Regions from separate parts of the Sus scrofa genome. Here regions 2, 3 and 4 are each linked to region 1. Evidence: chromatin contacts called from public Hi-C and HiChIP or PLAC-seq data. All regions are on one chromosome and are shown on one strand. The core of a region is the stretch at or near the end of the contact, and the rest is flanking DNA. Distances in the headings are between cores, read along the strand shown.

Region 1 (3,827 bases), core at 423-2,922:
AAGGATCTGGCATTGTCTCTGGGGCGGTGTGGGTTGATCCTGGCTCAGCACAGTGGGTTAAAAGGTTACGGCGTTGCCTGCTGCATCTGTGGCTCAGCTTCGATTTCTGGCCTGGGAACCTCCACACAGAGGGAGGGAAGGAAGGAAGGAGAGAAAGAAAGAAAATGTGAGGTTCGTCTTCTCTGCGCTTTCTTTTCCTCGGTCCTTGCCTACACACAGCAAGGATTTGGAGGTGCAGGCTGAGAAGCACAGCAGTGGAGCCAGGTTTGGAGCCAGTTTTAGAGCCAGCAGGCTTCGTTCCCCAAGGATGCAGACAGGCAGTCTGGCGGGAGGTTGTGCTGGCCTGGAGGAGCTGCAAGAGCACAAGGATAGACCCACTGGTCTTGCCACGTAGGGATGGAGGCAGGCGGTCTCTCCAGGCAGGAGCAATCAGCTCAGGATGGGAGCAGTTCTGGGTTGGAGGGAATTTCCTCTTGAACCAACACTGCAGTGTAGCAGCTCTGACCTGGGCTCTTTTAATGAGTGGCTCCAGTCCACTGCCCCGAGCCCGTTGCCCGGAGTGAAAAACGCTCCTGCTGGTTGCCTCGGAGTTTGCAATCAAGAGTCAGGTAGCAGGAGTTCCTGTCATGGCTCAGAGGTTAACGAACCCAGCTAGTATCCATGAGGACACAGGTTCAATCCCTGGCATTGCTCACTGGTGTTGCCCTGAGCTGTGGTGTAAGTCACAGAGGGCTCAGATCCCGCGTTGCTGTGGCTATGGCGTAGGCTGGCAACTACATCTTGATTCCTAGCCTGGGAACCTCCATATGCTGTGGGTGCAGCCCTAAAAAGACCAAAAGAAAAGAAAAAAGAATTATGTAGCAATGTACAGCAAGTTTTACCGATGCCCTCAGAGAGAGCAGGCCACCTTGGGTAGGGACTGGCCCTGGCTACAGCTGGGTCTCTCCTTATATTCCTATATCGTGGATCAGTTTGGGGATCCCTATTCTCTTGCCCCAGGCCACTAATTTCCTCCTACACCCTGAGTGTCTAAGGGGGTGCATTTGGATCCTCTGATGGGTTTCAGGCAAGGACCCCTTATTTGTATGGGAAAAAGATTCCAGGGAGATGCTCCAAGGCTGATATCTGCATGGCTTCATTGTTTGATGGCAGGTCTCCTGTTTTTGGTAACGATAAATGGCCCATTTTGAATCACCCAGGTCAGTGTTCTTATCCTATCCTGCATAACAAAAGAAAGGAAGGAAGGAAAGAAGGGAGAGAGAGAAGGAAAGAAAGAAAAGAAAAGGGAAAAAAGAGAAAGAAAGAAAGAGAAAGAAAGCAAGCAAGAAAGGGACAATTAAAAAAAAAAAAAAAAAAGCAAACAAAAAAACCTAGTCCATCTGACCTGGATCAGACCTGCACATGGTTTGAAAAGTTTGAGGAGTGGGGAGCCTAGGGCTGCATGTAGCTCCTCTTTTGTCCAGTGAATATAGGTATTTGGTGACACAAAAGTGAAAGGGGAAACACACACGTGGCTTATGTGGCACCTGAGTCCTGATGCCAAGACATAAATAGTCTGGTTTTCCAGGCTGGTGTCCAGATGAGTTATTCAAGACTAGAGCCGGGAAATCACTCTGAGTCACCGAATAGTAGCTCAGGAAAGGACCTTGGACATCTCGTCTTCCAGCCCTCGGTGGTGAAATGATTCGTGCAAGCTCCATCCTCTGTCCTAGAAGCAGGGCCCCTCAAGCAGCCCCATTCTTCCTCTCCTGCCCCGTATTTCCAATTCATTCCTCAGAGTTGGGCTCTGGACTGGTCCACCAGTAAGGTTCTTGTTAAAATGAGCAGCCCGTGCCAGGTAGATTTGTGGCGGGAGGGACCACGTCCCTCTCAAGCCAGGAGACTGTCACCTCCCACTCGTGGCCTCAGGGCTCGGTCTGGCACCAGAGCCAGTTTGGATGCTGTCCTCAGTCAAGGGAAAGCCAGCTCCTGGCTTGGGCGCCCGTAACCTCTCTATGCTCTCATTCATTCGTGTCCAGGGATCTGTTTTTATTTACTTGCTTTCATTCTTGAGGCAGTGTTACCAGTTGGAGAAGGGAAAGCATCTCTTCTGTTCAGATGTAACCGAAGGGAAGTGTGGGTCAGAAAGCACATTTCCTAGCGAGGCGGGTGTGTTTCTCCCGCGTCTCTTCGCCCTGGTTAAAACTGCCAATTTCGAACTCATTTCCTTTGCAGTAATGATGGGTGTACAGAAGTAACAAGCCTTCAGGATGGAGGATCCAGACAGAAGTTAATTCAACTGGCTTTGGGGATTTCCTTTGATTCCATACAGTCTATGTGCATATGTAACAGAATACAGAAAACCATACAGAGAATGGAAGCTCCCTCTTACTCCAGCCACTCCGAAATCAAGAGTTTCAAAAATGTGTCCTTCTCTTCTTTTTCTCGGTGTATTTATAATATTTTTTTTAACATGGGCTCATGTTATTCACATTGTTGTAACTTGCCTTTTCTCTTAATTTATCTTGAATATTTTGCTAGTCATAGCCTGATTTGGGTGACTAGGATGCATTGAAACGAAACCTGTGAGTATAATTGCCATAAGTCTTGTATCTAACATTGGCTTACCTGGCACGGATTCCATGTTGGCTCTTTGCCAGATACAGTGCTGGGCCCCCGGACACCTCCACCCCCACCCCTAACCTGGCTTGGATGGAAAGCTCCAAGACGCGGGGATGGCTGCGGTGGTCTGGCCTCAACTGCCCTGGGAAGTGAAGACATGGCTAAATTGCCCCCTGTCCTGAGAGATTCTGGAGGGTTCTCATCTTTTGCATGATAAATGGATGAGAGGTCGAAAGGAAAGGATGAGCCCGAATGGATGAGAGGGACAGGGTGTGGCAAAGGCAGTTTGAACCATTGTAGCAATAAACTTGGGATGCTCTGGTTCTGGCCCCATTCTTATGGGTCAAGAACCTTTAAATACCTGAGGATGACTTGGAAGTGGGTGTGACTCCCAGCCCAGATGGTGGAGCATTGAGGCTACCCACACAAGTCGGGGTTCCCACCTCCCCACCTACTAGCAGCATGACACTGGATAAGTCGCTTAGCCTCCTGGGCCCCAGCTTCCTCACCTGTGTATAAAGGGAATCTTATTGGTACAAACTTAATAGACTTGTGCTGAGAACTAAGGAAGATAATTATACTGACACGTGTAAATACAGTAAATATTGATTGTGGCTACAGTAACAATAGTATGTAACCTTCATTTTAAGCGAAGAGAAATTGGGTCATCTGGGTGTTCAGTGTTTGAGTGTTAAGCCACAGAGAAATGCATCCAGAGGAGTTCCCATCATGGCTCGGCAGTTAACGAACCCAACTAGTACCCATGAGAACCTGGGTTTGCTCAGTGGGTTAAGGATCCAGCATTGCTGTGAGTGTGGTGTAGGCTGGCAGCTACAGCTCTGATTTGACCCCCAGCCTGGGAATCTCTATATGCCACGAGTGCACCCCTAAAAAGACAAAAAAAAAGAAAAAAATAAATACATCCAGAAACATGGACATTCCTGAAAGTGGCAGTTCTGCATTACTGGAATGAGGTGTGCTAGTAAATAGTCCTTAGTGAAGTGGTGCTTGAGGATTTTGTCTCCTTTGCATTATAAATCACATCTAAAGGACTTCATGAATTATGGGACTTCATGTACACTTGCCACATTTGAGCATCTCTAAATCAAATTATAGCTTATAAAAAATAGTGTGTCCTGTTTAACAGGCAGTGTATTTTCTTTCTTAATAGTACCTAAAATAATATAATTAAAATTGATGGCATCTAGGGTTTAATAAAATATGTC
Region 2 (3,827 bases), core at 662-3,161, 390 kb before region 1:
ATGGCTCGGATCTGGCTTTGCTGTGGCTGTGGTATAGGCCAGCAGCTACAGCTCTAATTAGACCCCTAGCCTGGGAACCTCCATATGCTGAGAGTGTGGCCCTACAAAAGACCAAAAAAAAAAAAAAAAAAAAAAGAACTCATTTAATGTAGCCAGGTATTCTTGTACTACTATTCACTTGTCACAGCTTTCAAGCTTTTTAAGTTTTTAAATTAATTAATCAATAATTTTTTTGGCTGCACCCACAGCACATAGATATTCCCAGGTCTGGGATTGAACCTGTGCCACAGCAAGTGACCCAAGCTGCTGCAGTGACAATGCCCAATCCTTAACCAGCCATGCAGCAAGGGAACTCCTTAAGCCTTTAAAAAAAAACAAAAAACAAAAAAACAAACAAAAACCAAAAACTTCACTGAGGCATAATTTACATACCATAAAATTCATCCATTAAGTTCTTCTTACTAATGTCTTTTCCTCTCTCATTTTCCATGTGAAGGTCATTTTTCTGATGGTAAAAATGGGAAGAAAATAGAAGCGGAATGTAGTAGAGTTTTGAAAAGAGAATGAGTTCCTTGAGCCCAATTTACCGGAATTTACTTCTCAGTTTTACTTTTCAGTCATGATCTTAAAACAAATTAACCTTTCTAAGCCACAGATTCTGAGCTGTAAAACTGCACTGAGAAGAGTTTCTTCACTGGCTCCTCTAAGGTTTAAATGAAATCACATGCAAAAAAAAACTTAGCCACTGTTAGAAGTAATTGTCACAAAAAAGCAGATTCTGTCCCTTCTCTCTGTCATCTTTTAATCTCAGGCCCCCTAAAAGATAGGTCTATTCGTTCACCATCATCATTATTTTGTTCTGAGCATAAGTGAAAAAATACCCAACCTTCTTATGTCCTTAGTGTTCAGCAAGCCCCACTTCATGCTGAGGTTTCACTTTCCTGCACTATTCTTACAGATATTGTTGTGCTTTTTATTCATTCTTAGGCATATGCTATTTGTCTCCATCTTTTGAACATGGTGGTGGAAAAACTCTCAAACCCCACCTGAGATCATTAGAGAACGGTGGTTTCTTTAGCGGCCATTACCTTTGTTTTTCACTGGGACTATTCTATGGTGAACTTAAAATTTTATTTTTCAAAGGCTCCTATTCTTTAAAAAAATGTTTTTCCTTTTACAGCCTCTTGTCTTGAAATTACACCTGTCTTTCTCCTAGATCTGTCTCCTAAAGTCTGCAACAGCCTGCCTCCTCGGCGTGTGCTGGATATTACAGTCGCATCTCCCAGGTCTCTACCGCTTCCCCAAGACCAACCATTTCTTCCTTGGGAGTCGCATTACATCAGCATTACTAATGCAATATCTGCTTTATCACAGACTGTTTTATTCTAGGCAGTCAATTAAAAACGAACCTCGGTACTGGTTTGATTGAACATGGAGGATGAATTGTCGAAGGTCAAATGCAAACTGCTGCAAGATTTGGGAGACATATTTATATTCATATTAAATATATACCTGTTGAATTTGTTTTTTTCAATGCTTCAGAGACCCTAAGCTTTCGGCTAACTGGCATGGCCAAATGCATGGGTTTCCAGAAACTTCGCGAAAAATTAGACTCCATCACAAGGACTGCTCCACACACTCAAGGAACGCCCACCAACAAAACACATCTCCACAACCGCCAGATTATCTCACCAGCAAGTGAGACTGCAAGGTTTGGGGGCTTGGAGGTACCACTCCGTGCTGCGTATGGGGGGGTTCGCGCCCATTTGGCGGCGACTGACCGTTTCCCCTCGCTTGGTTTTGCCCCTGCTCCCCCTGCGCAGGCACCCACAGTGCGTCAGGCCGGCGCTTTATAGCGGCAGGCTGGGCGGCTCCACTTGCTGTTTTTCGTCTTCTTTGGGTTGCGGTTCCTCTCGGCTTTTGCGAAGATGCAGCTCAAACCGATGGAGATTAACCCGGAGGTGAGTGTCAGGTGCACGGTTACCCAGGGAGTGTAGGGCCGAGGGTCAGCCCTCACCAGGTAGCGGTATCGCTGACTGCTTTTATTTTTGCATTTTTTTCTTTGCATTTGCCTTTCAGATGCTGAACAAAGTGAGTGACGGCTCGTGCTGCCTCTCTCCCCCTCCCCTGGAGGCGCAGGGGCTGAGCGGCGCCTTGCGCGCTCCAGAGGCGGTGGGGCTGGGGCGCCCTCCCTCTGCCCCTGCATCAGGTCCGGCGATGACTCTGCGAAACGGGTCGGCGGTGGGATGGAGAAGGCTGGGCTCAGATGCGAGCCCCCGAGCAGAGCTCCCGAGGGCGTGGCGCGGGCGGCGCAGACCCGGGTGCCCCGGCGTCGCGGGAGCCACGTGTGGGCAGCGCTTTGTGCTGTGTCATTGCGCCCGGCCCGGGTTGGGGGCGGGGTGGGGCGGGTCCCGGGCTCCTCCCAGGCCGCGGGTAGGGGCGCAAGGGTGTGGATCCTGCGCGCCTCCCGGCAGGTACCACCCGCTGGCCAGTGTCCGCGCCTGGTGGCCTTGTTTCCTCTCCTCAGGTGCTGACAAGGCTCGGGGTCGCCGGCCATTGGCGCTTCGCGGACGTGCTGGGACTGGAGGAGGAGTCTTTGGGCTCGGTGCCAGCACCTGCTTGCGCGCTGCTGCTGCTCTTTCCCCTCACGGCCCAGGTAGGGCGTGGGGCCCGGGGTGCGCAGTCCCTGCAGTGTGCGCGCTGCTCCCAAACCAGAGTGAGGCGCAAAGGGCGGTGTAGGCTCTCCTACCAGGCTGGCCTGGGCGCCTAGACCTGGCACATTGATCCTTTCTTTTGGGGGATCGGGGGTGGGGGGACCGATCTCTCGGTGGTACCTACTTATTGGGGGTCCTGGTGTGATGCTAGAGTTTATTGTCTCCTCGCTCATACATCCGGCATTGCCTTAAATTTGGAGGAGAAGCGGCATCTCCATCATCCTAATTATGCAGGAAGGCAGTTCATCCTGCTCCTGAGTACAGGCTGAACCTAGGCTCTTCTGAGTCTTCCATAACAAGAAATGGCTGGTGGTTTTCCTTTTAAGGGCTGTGACCTGTCACTTTTATTGTTTGGTTCTCAGACTCCTACTTAGCTGTAAAATGGAGGGGGATGGCTTGCCTAAACCAGAAGAAAACAATAGGTTCTTTAATGCTCCACCTCCACTGCCTGGGTCTTCAGTGGGTTTCTTCCCACTCCTTCAGTCCCTAAAATATGCACACCTGGTTTTTACCTGCTCCTATGTGTTTTTCTTAAACGTTTAATCATTGGTGTGTAGCTCGGGCATAGGAACCTTCTTCTCTCTTTTCTTTTTGTAGTTCAGTGGGCACTAGACCAGTCTTGAAAATACCATTTCATTTCCTTTAGATGGTCCTCCTCCTCCAAGGGTGTGTGGATGTGTGTACTTCAGAGATTTGAGGATCAGGTATAAAAAGGTAGCTGAGCTAACTGATGTCTTGGCTGTATGGAGTCCCACTAATGAGCATGGTATTGTCTGTCTCTGGTTGCTGTGACTTGATCCCTGATTTAGGAGTGACTGAAATTTGCTTTGGGAAAACCTGGGGCATTGGCATATGGGGCATTGTTCCAAACAGAATGAGTTTAACTACTGCACCACTCTAAGGCAGGGAGTTCTAGAAGCATCCTCAGCATAAATTAAGCCCTATGGGAAGTTCCAGGCGGTCCTCCTGGTAAATAGGCTAAGGTTCAACACTTGCTGGGTTAAAAATGCTTGTTAAAGCTATCAAGATAATCCCATTGTCATGTTTGTTATCGCCAAAGCCTTTATTTAGGTGAAAATGGAGCTACCAGATGATTGCAAGTCAAATTGGCTT
Region 3 (3,827 bases), core at 776-3,275, 310 kb before region 1:
ATTTGCCTTCTTTATAACTTCTCCCTGCTCCCCTACTTTTTGTTTATTTATTTATTTATTTTTTTGGTCTTTTTGCTATTTCTTTGGGCCGCTCCCGCGGCATATGGAGGTTCCCAGGCTAGGGGTCCAATCGGAGCTGTAGTCTCCGGCCTACGCCAGAGCCACAGCAACGCGGGATCCGAGCCGCGTCTGCAACCTACACCACAGCTCACGGCAACGCCGGATCGTTAACCCACTGAGCAAGGGCAGGGACCGAACCTGCAACCTCATGGATCCTAGTCGGATTCGTTAACCACCGTGCCACGACAGGAACTCCTCCCCTGCTTTTTGGAAGGCAGGGTGGAAGGAACCATCAGCACTGCTTATATGGCAGGCCCAGCTTTGGTCCTTTCCCATTCACAACTCCTGGTGGCCCCTCACAATGATTTCCTGAAATGTTGCCCTTTCAACCTCATTTGAGATAAGGAAACTGAGGCACATCTTGTAAGTGGCAGAGTCTGGATGGGGACTACTGGCCAGGCAGCTCGGTGTGCGGTTAAGGGCAGATCTGGCGCCAGTCTGTCTGGGCTTGAATCAGGGCTGTGCTGCTCACCAGCTGTGTGACACCCCCTTCTCTGTCCCCTGGTTTTTTCCTAGGGATGGAAATAGTCTATCTTACAGGGTTGGACTAGGGAATGAGTTAGTCAATTATTTGTAATGCACTTAAAACAGTGCCTGGCACAATTCAAGTGCCATATAAGTGTTTTAAAAGTAAATAAACTGAAGGCTGTCTGACTCCAAAGCCAGTAATAGTGGAATTTCAGGCCTGTTTTTTGTTCTATCCCCTTATTATAGCAGCAGAATTAGACAAAGGCTAAACTTGGACTCTGAACAGGAAGAGAGACTTAGCTGCTGAGGCACCCACGGACTTCTTGCCCTGTCCACTGCGGGGTGGCCTTCCCCCCTCCCAATCGGGCCTGTCATCCCTGTCACACTGGCCTTCTGTGGATTCCATGACCTGCACCAAGCTCATTTCTACCTGAAGGCCTTTATACCCATCTGGAAATGTTTCTCCAGATTTTTGCATCGTTAACATCTTTCTTTCTCCTTCCTGTCACCTCACCACGTCATGTTGTCAGAAAAACCTTTCTTGATCATCAGTTGGGCTCTCATGCAAAACAGAAGGCAGGCTCATTTGGGGGTGCCTGAGGAGAGTTTATGAAGAGACCACTAGCAGGAAGTGGGCAGGCCAAAAATCAACATGGGATGGGGATGCCTTTGCTACCACTGGGCCTGGGGACACGCCGCCGTAGGACAAGAGGCGACAGAGCACCTCAGAGAACACAAACTGCAGCCTTCACTGGAGCGGTGCAGCCAAATCCTCCAGCCTTTTGCAGTAAGAGGGGGCATAAATATCCCCACTTCCCTCTCCTCCAGCCTGCAGACCTCCTGCCTCCTTCCGTTGAAGGGAACTTGGGCTCCCAGGTCCCTCCCACCGTGAAGGTGGAGAGACTATTTGAAGCTAGCCAATGTTCTCTTCCCAGGTCATAATTTCTCTTCTCTGCTTTTACCTTCTTAGCATCACTCTCCACAATTACCTTCTTTTGTTTGACCCCATTTTCTCTAGAATATAATTATTTTGAGGGCTAGGTCCTGGAGTCCTCCCTCCCTCTCGTTCTTTCTTTCTGTCATCCCTGGGTCCCCAGCGACTACTTCAGTGCCTGGCACACAGTAGGTGCACAAAAATGATGAGTTAAATTAATCAACAGACGGGGACACAGGTAGCGTGCCTGGAGAGAAAAAGGCTCATAAAGGTCGCTTATCTTTTTTGTTTTCCCCCTTCCAAAAAGATCAGGCGATTGAACATCCCTGGCACCAGGTTAGAGGGCTGCCCCTCTTGCCACCACTGCCGCTGCTGCGGCGCGTAGTGGGAGGGGACTGCAGGTGCGGGCGGCCACTGTCCTGCTGCGGCAGCACTAGCTCCCCAGGGACGCGTGCGCCGGGCTCGCTCGCCTCTCCCGGGACAGCCCGGCGCGGGGACGTGCGCGGGGCGGCTGGCCCGAGTCCCTGTCCCGGTCGCGTCGTGGGCAGGGAGGGAGACACCCAGTGCTCACTCTCGGTTATTTTTAGCCGGTGGCTGACACCCCGCCCGGGGCGGGGGGCGGAGCGGAGGTGGGGGTAGAGGGAGCTCCCGGCGCCTCGGCGCTCGCTCCCGCGGGGACTCGCGGCGCGGCCGAGCCGGGCGGCTCTGGGAACAGCTGCGGCGGCGTCCTCGGCGGCAGCGCGGCTCTCCGCGGGGACCTGCGCCGAGCGGAGGAGGGGCCGGCGGGGGAGGAGAGCCGGAGAACGGGCGGGCGGGAAGGGGCGGGGAGCGCGCTCCTGCGGCGGCAGCGGCGGCGGCGGCCGTCCTCATCCCGGCGGCCCAGCGCTCGAGTGGACGCGGGGCTTCGCAAATGGCTTGTCCCGCTCTCGGTCTGGAAGCTCTTCAGCCCTTGCAGCCCGAGCCGCCCCCCGAGCCCGCCTTCTCCGAGGCGCAGAAGTGGATCGAGGTAGGTGCCCGCGGCTGGCGGGCGGCCTTGCAGGGGCGCCCGGAGCCCCTGACCCGCGCACACACGGACGACAGGTCGAGCCTCGCCTCCCCCCACTTTCTTTTGCCAGCTGCGCCAGGTCACCCGCCAGGGCCTCGAGCGAGCTGTGATTCTCTGACGCTTTGGTACTGGCGACTTGGGTGAGGGTGGGCGCGAAGTGGGGACACTGCGCTCGCTGTGCATGTAGGGGGCAGGAAGCGGTCCTCTGCGCCTCCATCCCTCCTGCCCGCCAGCAGCGCAAATCTCAGCTCCTGCCGCTTCCAGGCGCTGCCACGGGAAGCGCAGTGCGAGCCCAAGCGCCGCAAAGGCGCATTAAGCGAGAGCCTCCGGAGTCCTTGCCGAGGCCGCATTTGGCGGGGGGCGGGGGAGAGGGCCTGCTCCACGTCCTATTCTGCCGGTTGGTGCCCCCTCCCTGCCCTTGGGAAGCAGAGCTGTGTATATCACCACGGAAGCGCGTACCCACTGGACCCTCGGGCTGTATTCTTGGCACTGGGTCAGGTGTGAGGCTGGCATAGCACAGAGGGCCGGGGAGCCTGCTAGACCCACCTGCGAAAGCGCCATCCGCGCAGACCAAACATCGGCAGCCCCTACTCCATCCGAGAGGCGGTGGGGCGGGCTCGCAGGGGCCGAGTACCGGGCCCCGTTGGCATATTTTACTTCTTAAATGACTCGGTGGCAGGCTAGGGAAATCACTGGAGCTCTCGGCTCAGTCCAGGAAGCGATCCCTGGGCGATCCTGATTCTCGATGTCTATCTGTAAATGCAGCTTGGTGGTCCTGTGCCCCTGAAAAGACGTGTCTGCGGGGGTCAGGACTCTTGCGGGGCGCGAGGGGGAAAGGTGACCCCCTGTGACCTGTGCAGTGAGCCTCTGTTTCCGCGGGCGGCCTTTCTTGAGGCTCAGCGGAAGGTGCATTTTGGCCCTCTTTCCTCAGGGACAAGCTGCTCTCCCTCCCTGGTAGTTTAAAGGAAGAGATGTACGGCTAAGTCATGATCTAGCAACGGTGAAGCATGTTAGTACTCAGACTTGTCACTTAACTGACACTCCGTGTGGCACCTCACATCTTGATGCTGCTGGAGTAACAGAGCTAGATGGTACAGATTTAAATCTGCTGAGCTGTCTGCGGAAACCACCCTCATTCAATGGTGCTCTGACGGGCCAGCCAGAGGCCTGCACCTTACAGGGTTAATCTGCTTCATGCAAACAAGAGTGCTAGGCAGAGTTTAGAAAGACCTATTTTAAAATAGGGCTAAAGACACAGAA
Region 4 (3,827 bases), core at 638-3,137, 260 kb before region 1:
CCATAAGCACCTATGATATTTTAAATTCCCTTTCAAGTCTTGTCTTACGCAAGGATCAGGTTTTATTTATTTATTTTATTTTTTTTTTTTTTTTTTTTTTTTTTTTTTGTCTTTTTGCTATTTCTTTGGGCCGCTCCCCGCGGCATATGGAGGTTCCCAGGCTAGGGGTCGAATCGGAGCTGTAGCCACTGGCCTACGCCAGAGCCACAGCAACGTGGGATCCGAGCCACGTCTGCAACCTACACCACAGCTCACGGCAACGCCGGATCGTTAACCCACTGAGCAAGGGCAGGGACCGAACCCGCAACCTCATGGTTCCTAGTCGGATTCGTTAACCACTGCGCCACGACGGGAACTCCCAGGATCAGGTTTTAAACTTTAAGTCTGTAGATAAGGTGAAAATGTGTATATGAAAATTATCCTTGAAATACCTTAATGGCCACTCTTCCTCAGTTCGCTTTATTTTTTTTTTTATGAAAAAAATTTTTTTATTGTTATTTCCCCAATATGATTTTTTTCTACTGTACAGCATGGTGACCCAGTTACACATACATGTATACATTCTTTTTTCTCCCATTATCACGCTCCATCATAAGTGATTAGATATAGTTCCCAATGCTACACAGCACGATCTCATTGCTAATCCATTCCAAAGGCAATAGTTTGCATCTCTTAACCCCAAGCTCCCAGTAGTTGAGCTTTAGAATGTTACCTCCAAGGATTTTGTTGCTTTCCTTCCCTGCTGTATCCCAAGGCCAGGAAGAGTGATCAGTATACATGTGTTGCATGAATTAATAGGTGATTTGCACCAAGGGGCCAATTATATTGAAAAGGGGATACCTTTTAATGCTAGCATCCCACTCAGTGCAGTAAAAGGCTCATCCTAAGATATCCTCGTAGAAACTCCCTGTGGAATCTGTGTAGCTGGATTTCTCTAACTTCATGCAAGTATAACACAACTGCTGTGTGCGGTTTTGTACTTATCACAGGCTAACGACACCTATTACTATCCCATTTCAGAAATGAGGAAACCGAGACTCCGACTAGTCAAGAAACTTGTCCAAATTTCTTGTCAAATTTCTCACAGCCAGTACTTCCTGCTGACTCTCAAAATAGGCACATTCTCACATTAAAATTGTTGGCTTTTCCATTTTTTCTCCTGTTGCTAACTATGTAGTATCTATTTGCTCTGAGCAAAAGTAGGGAATGGATAAGAAATAAAAACTAAATAGGGTTGTTTCTTGTGTGAATCTATGGAATCAAAAAGAATAGTCGAGTCAATAGATGTTGCTTTTGCCTGAAATAGCATCTTCACTTTGTTTAGGCCTTTCTTAAACATCTGTGATGGTTTGAACTTTTGGGAGTTCACTTGGACTGCACTGAAGGTAAGCTTCCAAGATGGAACAATTGTTGGGCCAACAATTATTGCTATGGAATCTTCTAGCACTTAAATTGGTCCTGATGTTTCTCTGATAAATTCCAAGAATGATCAGCAAATTGGTCTTCGAATTAAGGATTTTCACTTTAGCTGCAGGAACCAATGGCCCAGAATAATTTGTCTGCATCTGTATCCTGATTAAAAGTGTTTTATGGCATTTACTAGCTCCGTCTTGGTCAGCATGGGTTGTGTAGGTCAGTATGGGAGAGTGTGCTTACTTCAATTGGGGAACTTTTCTTTTTTTTTTAATTGCTTAACCTTGGAAACTTGCCTTGCAATCCTGTGATATGACTTCTTAATCTTGTAGTGATGCCAGGCCTTGGCTTATTTTTCATGCCAAATTTAAAAAAAAGCAAACATTGTTAGTAAGCAATGACATTTGATTCATTATTACTCATGAGCATCTGAAATCCACGGCTTGAATTTTGAATCAGTGCATTAGGAAATATTCAGCAAACAACCTTCCTTGGGGCTCCTCTGGGCCTAGAACGTCAAGGGGATTGATGCTACTAGTAGACTATTTCCATTATGACATTTCAGATTTGAACAATACACAATTTAGGTGAGTCAGAAAATGTATCCAGGGATAATGAGTAATAAACGGGGAACGGGTAAATATTGACTGATTTGATTAATCTTTATAAACAATTTAGGTCTCCTTGCTGTCACTAAAAAGCTGTCATTTATACCTAAATGAGGAAGGGTAAAGATTCGATAGCTATAAATTGGTTGAGTTTTTGTTCAGAAATTGTGTTGAAATTAACCGATGGGCGGTTCCTATAAATTATGTCATAATACAGTACCACTGTAGTAATCCTTTAGAAGTCCATTCTTGGCTCTTTTCCTTCAATAATGTTGCCAGGTTTTACAGCTGCAGTGTAATTTGAAACAATGTGAAAATTGCCCTGTTTACTCATTCCGATCAGAAGGGCTAATGTTAAGTTAGTTTTCTTGTTACGAGTTGATTGAGGGGAGTAATAGCCAACTTGATTCCCTCTTCTGTGGTACTGTGCTTTTTATTAGTCTAAACATTATAAAGTTGTGTGCAACTGTTTATGCTAAAATTCAACAGGGGTTTATCCTGGATTTTACTTACTTTTTCCCTCTTTTTGTTATTTTTAATTTTTGTCTTTTTAGGGCCTCACCCATGGCATGCAGGGGTTCCCAGGTTAGGGGTCGAATCAGAGCTGTAGCCGCTGGCCTATGCCACAGCCACAGCAACGCCAGATCTGAACTGCATCTGTGACCTACACCACAGCTCAGGGCAGTGCCAAATCTTTAACCCGTTGAGTGAGGCCAGGGATCGAACCTGTTCTCATGGCTCCTAGTTAGATTCATTTCTGCTGAGCCAGGATGGAAACTCATTTCCTCTTTTTCAAAAATTGACGTAGAGTTGACTTACAATATTACATTCGTTTCAGATGTGCAGTATAGTGATTCGGTATTTTTTATACATTACAAAATGATTACCACTAAGTCTAGTTACCATCTGTCACCACACAAAGTTATCACAATACTGTTACTATATTCCTTATGCTCTGCATTACATCCCTGTGACTTATTCTTTAACTGGAAGTTCTGGTCCTTTTAATTAAAGCCTTTCCTCCAGTGCAGTTGCTTTGATTTAAATTCCTTAAAAATGAAAGAGGAAAAAAAATCATGATGGTGTCTCTTTAATCTGCTTTAGAATAGCTAAGAAAGAGTATTGTGTTAGGAATTGCTGAAAATGGAGCTATGGAAGGGCTTTATATCTTAGGCTACCAAAATCCTTTTATGTAAACCAGAAAAAAAAAAATCAAATTCTGAATGAAAGCACAGGGAAAAAAAAGACAGGGCTGATTTAAGCAGAATAGCCCAAAGGTGAATGCATTTTGACTGTATTGCCTTCCAGAAAGAAGGGAGGTGGTGATTCAAGGCCCAGTTGATACCTTAGACTTCCTTGGGAGGCCGTGTTTATGATCCCAGGGCCTGTAGATAGCATCTGACACAGCATTTGATTCAGCTCTCCTGTCTTGGTTAACTCAGCCTTAGCATTCTCACTACAGCTTCTCTTGGTTCAATTAAGATTTGCATCATCTCGGTTTACTTCTGCTCTTCCATTAGGGCCTGTGCTATTGGTGTGGCCGGAAAGAAAGATTTCTTACAGTTCCAATTGCTCTTGCTTTTATCAGTGGTTCCTCTTTGCCTTCCCCTGAAGAATCTGCCCTCAAACCACTTTACGTCTCGACCTGGTTGTGATAGCTCTGCTTGGCTGCACTTAAATAAAATGTGATGAAAAAGAGAAATCCTTGTATCCCCTACCAGACAGGCCTCCTCTTGATGCTGTCAGTCACTGCCAGCTGCCTCCTCCTTCATCCTTGGGATTCAGTGAGAAGTATTTGGGCCCCAG

The links. Hi-C and Micro-C count contacts between places; a contact is called where the count stands out from the background. HiChIP or PLAC-seq counts read pairs in DNA pulled down with a chosen protein or histone mark.
Region 2: an H3K27ac HiChIP or PLAC-seq map of skeletal muscle shows a contact between it and region 1, with 7 times the contacts expected there. The contact joins the promoter of UCHL1 here to the enhancer-like site in region 1. A contact is called at or near these places in 5 of 47 Hi-C or Micro-C datasets (embryonic fibroblasts, fetal liver, mesenchymal stem cells and 2 more) and 1 of 2 datasets of contacts at active chromatin or transcription factors (skeletal muscle).
Region 3: a Hi-C map of skeletal muscle shows a contact between it and region 1, with 5 times the contacts expected there. The contact joins the promoter of LIMCH1 here to the enhancer-like site in region 1. A contact is called at or near these places in 7 of 47 Hi-C or Micro-C datasets (brain, fetal skeletal muscle, omental adipose tissue and 2 more) and 1 of 2 datasets of contacts at active chromatin or transcription factors (skeletal muscle).
Region 4: a contact with region 1 is called in an H3K27ac HiChIP or PLAC-seq map of skeletal muscle, with 4 times the contacts expected there. The contact joins two enhancer-like sites. A contact is called at or near these places in 1 of 47 Hi-C or Micro-C datasets (embryonic fibroblasts) and 1 of 2 datasets of contacts at active chromatin or transcription factors (skeletal muscle).

The regions. Positions count from the first base shown.
Region 1 is chr8:32,745,524-32,749,350 of Sscrofa11.1, forward strand. All of the region lies in intron 21 of LIMCH1 (LIM and calponin homology domains-containing protein 1), which reads left to right. Among named protein-coding and RNA genes, the nearest start is that of PHOX2B, 99 kb to the right of the region's middle. Within about 2 kb of position 1,673, at least 9 of the 83 cell types and tissues checked have an H3K27ac peak or open chromatin away from gene starts, as enhancers often do. A contact at or near this core is called in embryonic fibroblasts and skeletal muscle, where this site is marked.
Region 2 is chr8:32,351,855-32,355,681 of Sscrofa11.1, forward strand. It overlaps UCHL1 (ubiquitin carboxyl-terminal esterase L1 (ubiquitin thiolesterase)), which reads left to right and starts at 1,912. Exons shown (of 9, transcript NM_213763.2): 1 at 1,912-1,961; 2 at 2,080-2,091; 3 at 2,528-2,656. The coding sequence starts at 1,929.
Region 3 is chr8:32,431,010-32,434,836 of Sscrofa11.1, forward strand. LIMCH1 (LIM and calponin homology domains-containing protein 1) reads left to right here and starts at 2,026. Exons shown (of 35, transcript XM_021101157.1): 1 at 2,026-2,528. The coding sequence starts at 2,433.
Region 4 is chr8:32,485,069-32,488,895 of Sscrofa11.1, forward strand. The region is part of intron 1 of LIMCH1 (LIM and calponin homology domains-containing protein 1); the gene reads left to right. Among named protein-coding and RNA genes, the nearest start is that of LIMCH1, 54 kb to the left of the region's middle. Within about 2 kb of position 1,888, at least 5 of the 83 cell types and tissues checked have an H3K27ac peak or open chromatin away from gene starts, as enhancers often do. A contact at or near this core is called in skeletal muscle, where this site is marked.